Linked DNA regions of Mus musculus: region 1 is linked to region 2. The links are chromatin contacts, called in public HiChIP or PLAC-seq maps. All regions are on one chromosome and are shown on one strand. Each heading gives the region's core, a stretch centred on a gene start, on an enhancer-like site or on the middle of the called end of the contact. The rest is flanking DNA. Distances are from core to core; before and after follow the strand shown. Region 1 overlaps Lyzl4os (lysozyme-like 4, opposite strand). Region 2 has its middle 6.0 kb from the start of Trak1.

Region 1 (3,111 bases), core at 390-2,889, 240 kb before region 2:
CTTTAACTTAGTATCAACGACAGTTTCTGTGTTTAAGGAGAGTCCCTAGGCTGGCAGATGGGGTCGAGCTGTCTTTGGGATCAAGGTTTCTGGCTGGAACTGAGAGTTCTTCCCTGTTTTTCCTGTTACCCACACCTGGTGCCTAGAAGCCCTACCCCACTCCCTCCCTATCTCTCCCACCCTCCCTTTACTCCCATACCATTTATGTATACATGTGTGTGTATTTAGCAGTGCTGGGGATTGAACCCAGGACTTTGCAAATGCTGGGCTACTGATCTATCACTGAGCTGTATATAGCCCCAGTCATATTTTATTTTATTTTATTTTATTTTATTTTACTTTATTTTTGAGACAGAGTCACACTACATTGACCAAACTGACCTTGGACTCTCTGTCCTCTTGTGCCAGGTGTGTGGGATGGCAGGTCTGTCCAGCAGCCTGGCTAGTATCCCATAAACCCACAAAGATGGGTCTTGTGGGCTTGTCTAATATGCTCAGGGCCTGTAGGGAGGAAAAGTAAGTAAGTAGGCTTTAAAGGGGAGGTTTAATTAACTCACAGTCCCTAGGAAGGGCTATTTCCAAAGCGTCCTCTGCTCTGCAGAGTTTATGATTCTTTTATCCCTGCATGTGCCCATGCACACATACACATACATGCATGCACACACATATACACCTGCACAAAATGTAAACATGTGTGCTTGCACACACATGTGCCCAAACACACCTGCAAAACACATAAATACATGTGCTTGCACACACATGCACATACATGTGCACACAAACATATGCTGGAACACACAGACATACAAACACATGTAAGAACATGCATGCATTCACATGTGCACTCATACATACATGCACATACTCAGGTGTTTGATGTTCCTACATCCAGAACCTTCAGCATGTCTCCAGTTGTGATCACAGCTGTACTGAGCTCTGGCTGGACTGGGTTTCAGCACGACATTTCATGATAAATTTATCAAAGCCACAGAAGCTGTTTCTTTATAAATAACCCTGGCACTTGAGATCCTTCATTTTTTGCTAATAATCTGTTGGCTGCAGTTAGTGTCTGCAATAAGTGGAGGACTCCGTCCACATCACTGAGCCCAGGCCCTGGTCATGAGTTCTTACTCATTTCCTCTGAGTCCTGATTCATCTTGAAGTGTAGGAGGCTTTTCCCATTGTGAAACCCTCACACAAAGTAGCAGAGAGAGAGAGACAGACAGACACAGAGAGAGAGACAGAGAGAGAAAGAGAGACAGAGAGACAGAGAGACAGAGAGCCAGGACTCAATAATTCAATTTCTTCCTTTCTCCCTCTTTCTTTGACAGGGCCTTGTCCCATGGCCTGGGGTGCTCCCACCCCACCTCAGTTAATTCTCTCTGGACACCTAAAGGTGTTCATCACTAATACTATGGGTGCTTTTAAATCTGATTACATGACAGTGAAGACTGACCTCACATGTAATACAGTGTTTTCATAATGGCTAGTGCCAACCTGACAGGCTCTAGATCACCTAGGAGACCAGCTTCTGGGCTTGCCTGTGAGGGGTGGTCTTGATTTGGTCAAATGAGGTGGGAAGAACGACCATAAAAGTCAACAGTGCTATTCTCTGGTCTGGTTCCTGAATTGCAAGATGAGGAAGTGAAGCTGAGTGTCAGCAGCCTTGGGTCTCTGCTCCCAACTGTGAGCCAGACAATCCTTTCTCCCTTACATTGGGTATTTTTATCACACCAGTAGAAAAAGCACTGAGCACAGTCCTCTAAGCCCAGCATGGTGGGACCCAGAGAATTAATGCCATGTATCAAGGACACATGGAAGACACGCTTGAAGAGCTGTGCTCAAACATCCTTGAAGCAGCATCCTTTGGAAAGTCAGTTGTGATGGATGGTGTTTTGCTGGGCAAACACATGAAGGAGTGTTTTCCTGAAGCAGACACAGGTGAAAGGATATTTCTAAAGCAAGCATGTGAAAGGACACATGGTGAAGAATTCTTTGCTAACAACACGCATGTATTGGTCCGCCTTTCATTGTGCCATTGAGCTCCATTTGTCAGAACTCCATAGAAAGAAACACACCATAAACTTCTGGTGGCAGCTTCTTGCCGCTTTCTTGGACTCCGACTGATTGGCAGAGTGATGTCAGCTGACACAGGGTGAGACACTTGGAGGTCACGTGATGTTTGGAGGGAGTATAAACAGGACTCAACGGACTGTGAGAGGAGCTTGCTTATAGTGCTAGCCTTTGCAATGCTTCTTGATCTCCAGTCTTTGCTGATCTTCACTTTGTTGAGAGAGGCACAGCCGAGAACTTCTCCTGTCATCCCCGATGGTCCTGGCTCCTCCTGTTGACTCCTGCAGATTCGACTGAGGGTTGGATGTTCCTGCTAGGCTGTGCCACCGATGGACTGCTGGTATAGTCATGAAGTGTTTGCAAGTGGATGAAGCTGCCGCTGCTGATCTGTAAGCTGAACTGCTGGCTTCCTGACTGCACAGATGGGATTTGCTCCAAAGTACCATTTCTAAACAGGTCCACTTCCCCCATATACTCCTTTCTTTTCCACTACCTCTGGTGGGTTGTAGCCTCCCCCAGCCTTGAGCAGGCTGGCTCAGACCTGTTCCACCTCTGTGAATGAGACCACCTAGGGTAGAGTCTTCCGACCTAGATAGGTCTATTGCTCTGCCGCCTCAGCACTTTTCTCCAAGATGCTGCCTACCAGCCGAGAGGCTGAACCTGTCTTCCTGAGACCTTCATGAATAAGCAACAGCCTGGTGACCAAGTGCTGACAGCCTGGCGACAAAGCATCAAGAACTTGGCATGGTGGCGGATGGGCCTTCCCCCTTTATAAGCTCAGACTCTTAAGTAAACTTTGGGCCTTGATCAGTTTCTTTGTCTTGGTCTCATATTTCTCTCGCCATCTTTCATTCAGCTTCCCCTTCAGGAACCCAGTTCGTGTAGCTGTGGGTGGCTCCAGTGGGTAACGGGTTCTAGGTCCTTCATTAGCACATGGGTGGGAAGATACCTTCTAAGGGAGGTCATTGCGTTTAAGAACCATCATTAAAAATGGGGATTGAAAAATTAAAGTTACAGGTAGGCTGTTCCCAGTGCATC
Region 2 (3,295 bases), core at 727-3,226:
TACTCACAGCTTCCTATAACTCTAGCTCCAGGGGATCGGACGTGGCTTCCACAGAAACTTCAGGCACATGGGCACATCATCTGACACAGGTACACACACATAAGCAGAAAGAATTTAAGTGGACAGAAAGTATGAAATGGGAAGAGGCGGAGGTTCTGCGTACACTAAGGAAACAGAAGCAAGAGAGGCCTGGAACATGGGTGCTTTCTGTAGGATGACATGTGGAACCCAACTGACCCATCACACCTGCTCGGCAGAGATGCACAGAAAAGTGGAGAAGCAGCCTCGTGAGAAAGCACAAAGCATTCTGGGTACTAGGGCTGGAAGTCGGCGTGCCAGAAGTCCTCCACAGGTTGCCAGCCATGCTCGGTGCTTTAGTTTGAGAATTCTTTAGATGAGGCTAAGGGACGCTGGCGCTACCCTGGCAGTCTTGAGCGAGTAATGGCTTCCTCTGTGTGTCGGCTGTGTTCTGACTCTGGTCTGGACACTGACTGGCCAGGAACAGTCTAACAAATGACACATGTCTGTATACATCTTCACAGGAGTGGGAGAAGGAAAGGCTGAGCTCCCACTCTGGGAACCTGTGTTAACCTGAAATGATCCACCACCAGGTTAGTTCTGAAGAGTTCCAGAAAAACAAACAAACAAAGAAAGAAAAAAAATCCAAAAATCATAAAAGTGAGATTAAAGGGAACAAAATACAAAAAAAAAAAAAGTATGGTGTTTCAAAAAGATGTTTAAAGATGTATTTATTTCATGTGTACGGGTGTTTTTTGCCACATGTCTCTCTGCAGGGTGATCAGTGCCGGGGGAGGCCAGAAGATGTATCCCACAGATCTGGAGTTACAGGTCTCAGTGAGCAGCTATGTGAGTGCTGAGAATCAAACCTGGGTCCTCTGGAAGAGCAGCCTTAACCTTAACCTCCTAACGACCGGAATGAGCCTCACTCAGCCACCCAATGACCCATGTGACTCCCCCATCTAATTTCTGACTTGAATAGAGTCCCAGGCTGGGGAAAACGGGGGGGGGGGGGGGGGATGCAGAAGAAGGGGAAATAGCCCACCTCAGGGTGTGAGTCTGCGGAAACCCTTACTACAGTATTTCTAACTGTGCTTTCTGCCAACGACTCAAGATGTCTACAAACTCTAAAAGCAAAAATAAACAAACAGCCAGGATGGTACACCAGAAGAGGCCAAGGGCTGGGGAAGCAGCCCAGTGGGTTGGGAGGGTCTCAGTTCTATGGCCAGCACTCATCTAACAAGAGTCGGGTGGTGGAGCCTGTAAGCTAGTGCTGAGGAGGCGGGGATGGGTAGCTCACACACATGTACACACACGCAAAGCAGAAAACTGGTCAGAGGCTGCATAGTGCACACGTTCCAACAGCCCCAGGCACCATCTGTGGAGACAGGAAGAGGACGCTAAGCTTCCGGCTGCTGAGACATGGGCTGGATCCCTGCAGGTGGCTGAGCCCAGCCCTCCTGTGCCCACGCCCGAGACAGAGACCGTGTAGCAGATGATAACAAAGCAGTGATCAAGGCATATCAACCCTGTGTTCTGCATACAGCAAACTCATATGCCAGTCACCACTCTCAAAATTACTCAGACTGCCCAAGAAAGCGAGCCTTGTATGTCCCTAAAATTACATTTGAAATGGCTCTCTACGGCAGCACACAGTTACACAAGTGTGCCACTACTGGCCCTTCTGAGGCTGGCAGGGAGCACGGGGAGCTGCCCACCGTTGCTAACCTCCCTGTGTGGCCAACTCTTCTTAGCTGAACGTTTAGCAACCCCACTTAGAAGTAAGGAAATAAGGGGCCACACAGAGTCAGCGGAGGGGACCAGTGTGAAGCCGTTTCCTGCCACTGAGTGCTGCGTCTCCCAGCTTCCCCTCACGCAAACAGGCTCAGGAGAAGATCCTGGATGTCTCTGGCCCCAGCAAAGCCTGGCACACACAAAGCCAGGGCTTTCTTCCAGATAGAGGAAACAAACGGGCTTTTGAAAAGCCTGCCCATGGGTGAAGGCAGCACACTGTGGGCTGTGCGGTTGACTGGCTGCAGCCTGGGGAGCCAGGGGAAGACGGGACCCCAGTCAGCAGAGGAGTGAGAGGTTCTGCAGCCTGGCCATTTTGGCAGACAAAGGGGTGCCAGAAAGATAACAATGGGGATGGGGGCAGGCCAAGAGCATACACCAGGGGGAGGAGCATACACCAGGGGGAGGCGTGCACACCAGGGGGAGGAGTGCACACCAGGGGGGAGTGCACACCAGGGGGAGGAGCACACCAGGGGGAAGAGCACACACACACACACACACACACACACACACACACACACACACACACACGGGGGGGGGGGGGTGCACACCCCAGGGGGTGAAGGCGCAAAGGCACAAATGTCCCTTTCTGTTCTAGAATATCATACAATGGATTTCTCCATTTCTCTGGTTTCTGCTCCCTCAACTCCAAACTTTACCTCAGAGAAACCTCTTTTTTTTGTTTCGTTTTTTTCTTTTTCAAGACAGGGTTTCTCTGTGTATCCCTGGCTGTCCTGGAACTCACTCTGTAGATCAAGCTGGCCTCGAACTCAGAAATCCACCTACCTCTGCCTCCCAAGTGCTGGGATTAAAGGTGTTGCCACCACTGCCAGGACAGAAAAAAAACCTCTTATGTTTTTGTAGCCAATATCTGTTTCCTGTGTTTTCTGTCCATTTCCCTCCTAACCTTCACTGGGGTGAAGTCTCCCCTCAGCTACCACCTCCTGGCTGGAGCCCTGGGCTTCTCAGGGGTCTCTACAATGTAGGGGTGCCACCTGCATTTGTGAAGCCATGGGCATAAGGACAGGAGGTGGTCCCAATCTGAGAGTGTGGAAAGGCCCAGAGTCGCCTGGGCATAAGCACAAGAGGCTGAACACACAGAGCCTGTGTTCTCCTTTCTAGTTTAGGAACAAGCTCCTAAGAAGGCCAGCCAGTCTTCAGGCTGGGCATGGAGGGCAGTCACTGGAAGCCCTGGTTCCATATGGGATATGCATATGCCTGGGATGAGGCAGGATCATGACAGGGGAAATGGAGGGACAAGGGTAGAGGAACAGTCCTTCACCCTGGGATCTAGGTCACCCTTCCTGCAGGCTAGGCCAGGAAACCTCAGCACAGTCAGCCGAAAAGGCCAAAATCACCAGCGATAACATGTGTCTCCCTAAAGACACCTCAGACAGGGACACTGAAATGAACAAGCTGTGCTGACTTTGGGCCATGGTGTGTCTGTGACCTTTGTTTGCCCTCCTGTCACCCTGAATCTAAACAA

Evidence for each region. HiChIP or PLAC-seq counts read pairs in DNA pulled down with a chosen protein or histone mark.
Region 1: a contact with region 2 is called in an H3K27ac HiChIP or PLAC-seq map of microglia, with 4 times the contacts expected there. The contact joins two enhancer-like sites.

The regions. Positions count from the first base shown.
Region 1 is chr9:121,596,324-121,599,434 of GRCm38.p6, reverse strand. It overlaps Lyzl4os (lysozyme-like 4, opposite strand), which reads right to left. Exons shown (of 4, transcript NR_040740.1): 2 at 382-501. It also overlaps a transcript of Lyzl4 not described here. Among named protein-coding and RNA genes, the nearest start is that of Lyzl4os, 11 kb to the right of the region's middle. Within about 2 kb of position 1,639, at least 17 of the 459 cell types and tissues checked have an H3K27ac peak or open chromatin away from gene starts, as enhancers often do. A contact at or near this core is called in microglia, where this site is marked.
Region 2 is chr9:121,359,317-121,362,611 of GRCm38.p6, reverse strand. It overlaps a transcript of Trak1 not described here. Among named protein-coding and RNA genes, the nearest start is that of Trak1, 6.0 kb to the left of the region's middle. Within about 2 kb of position 1,976, at least 195 of the 459 cell types and tissues checked have an H3K27ac peak or open chromatin away from gene starts, as enhancers often do. A contact at or near this core is called in microglia, where this site is marked.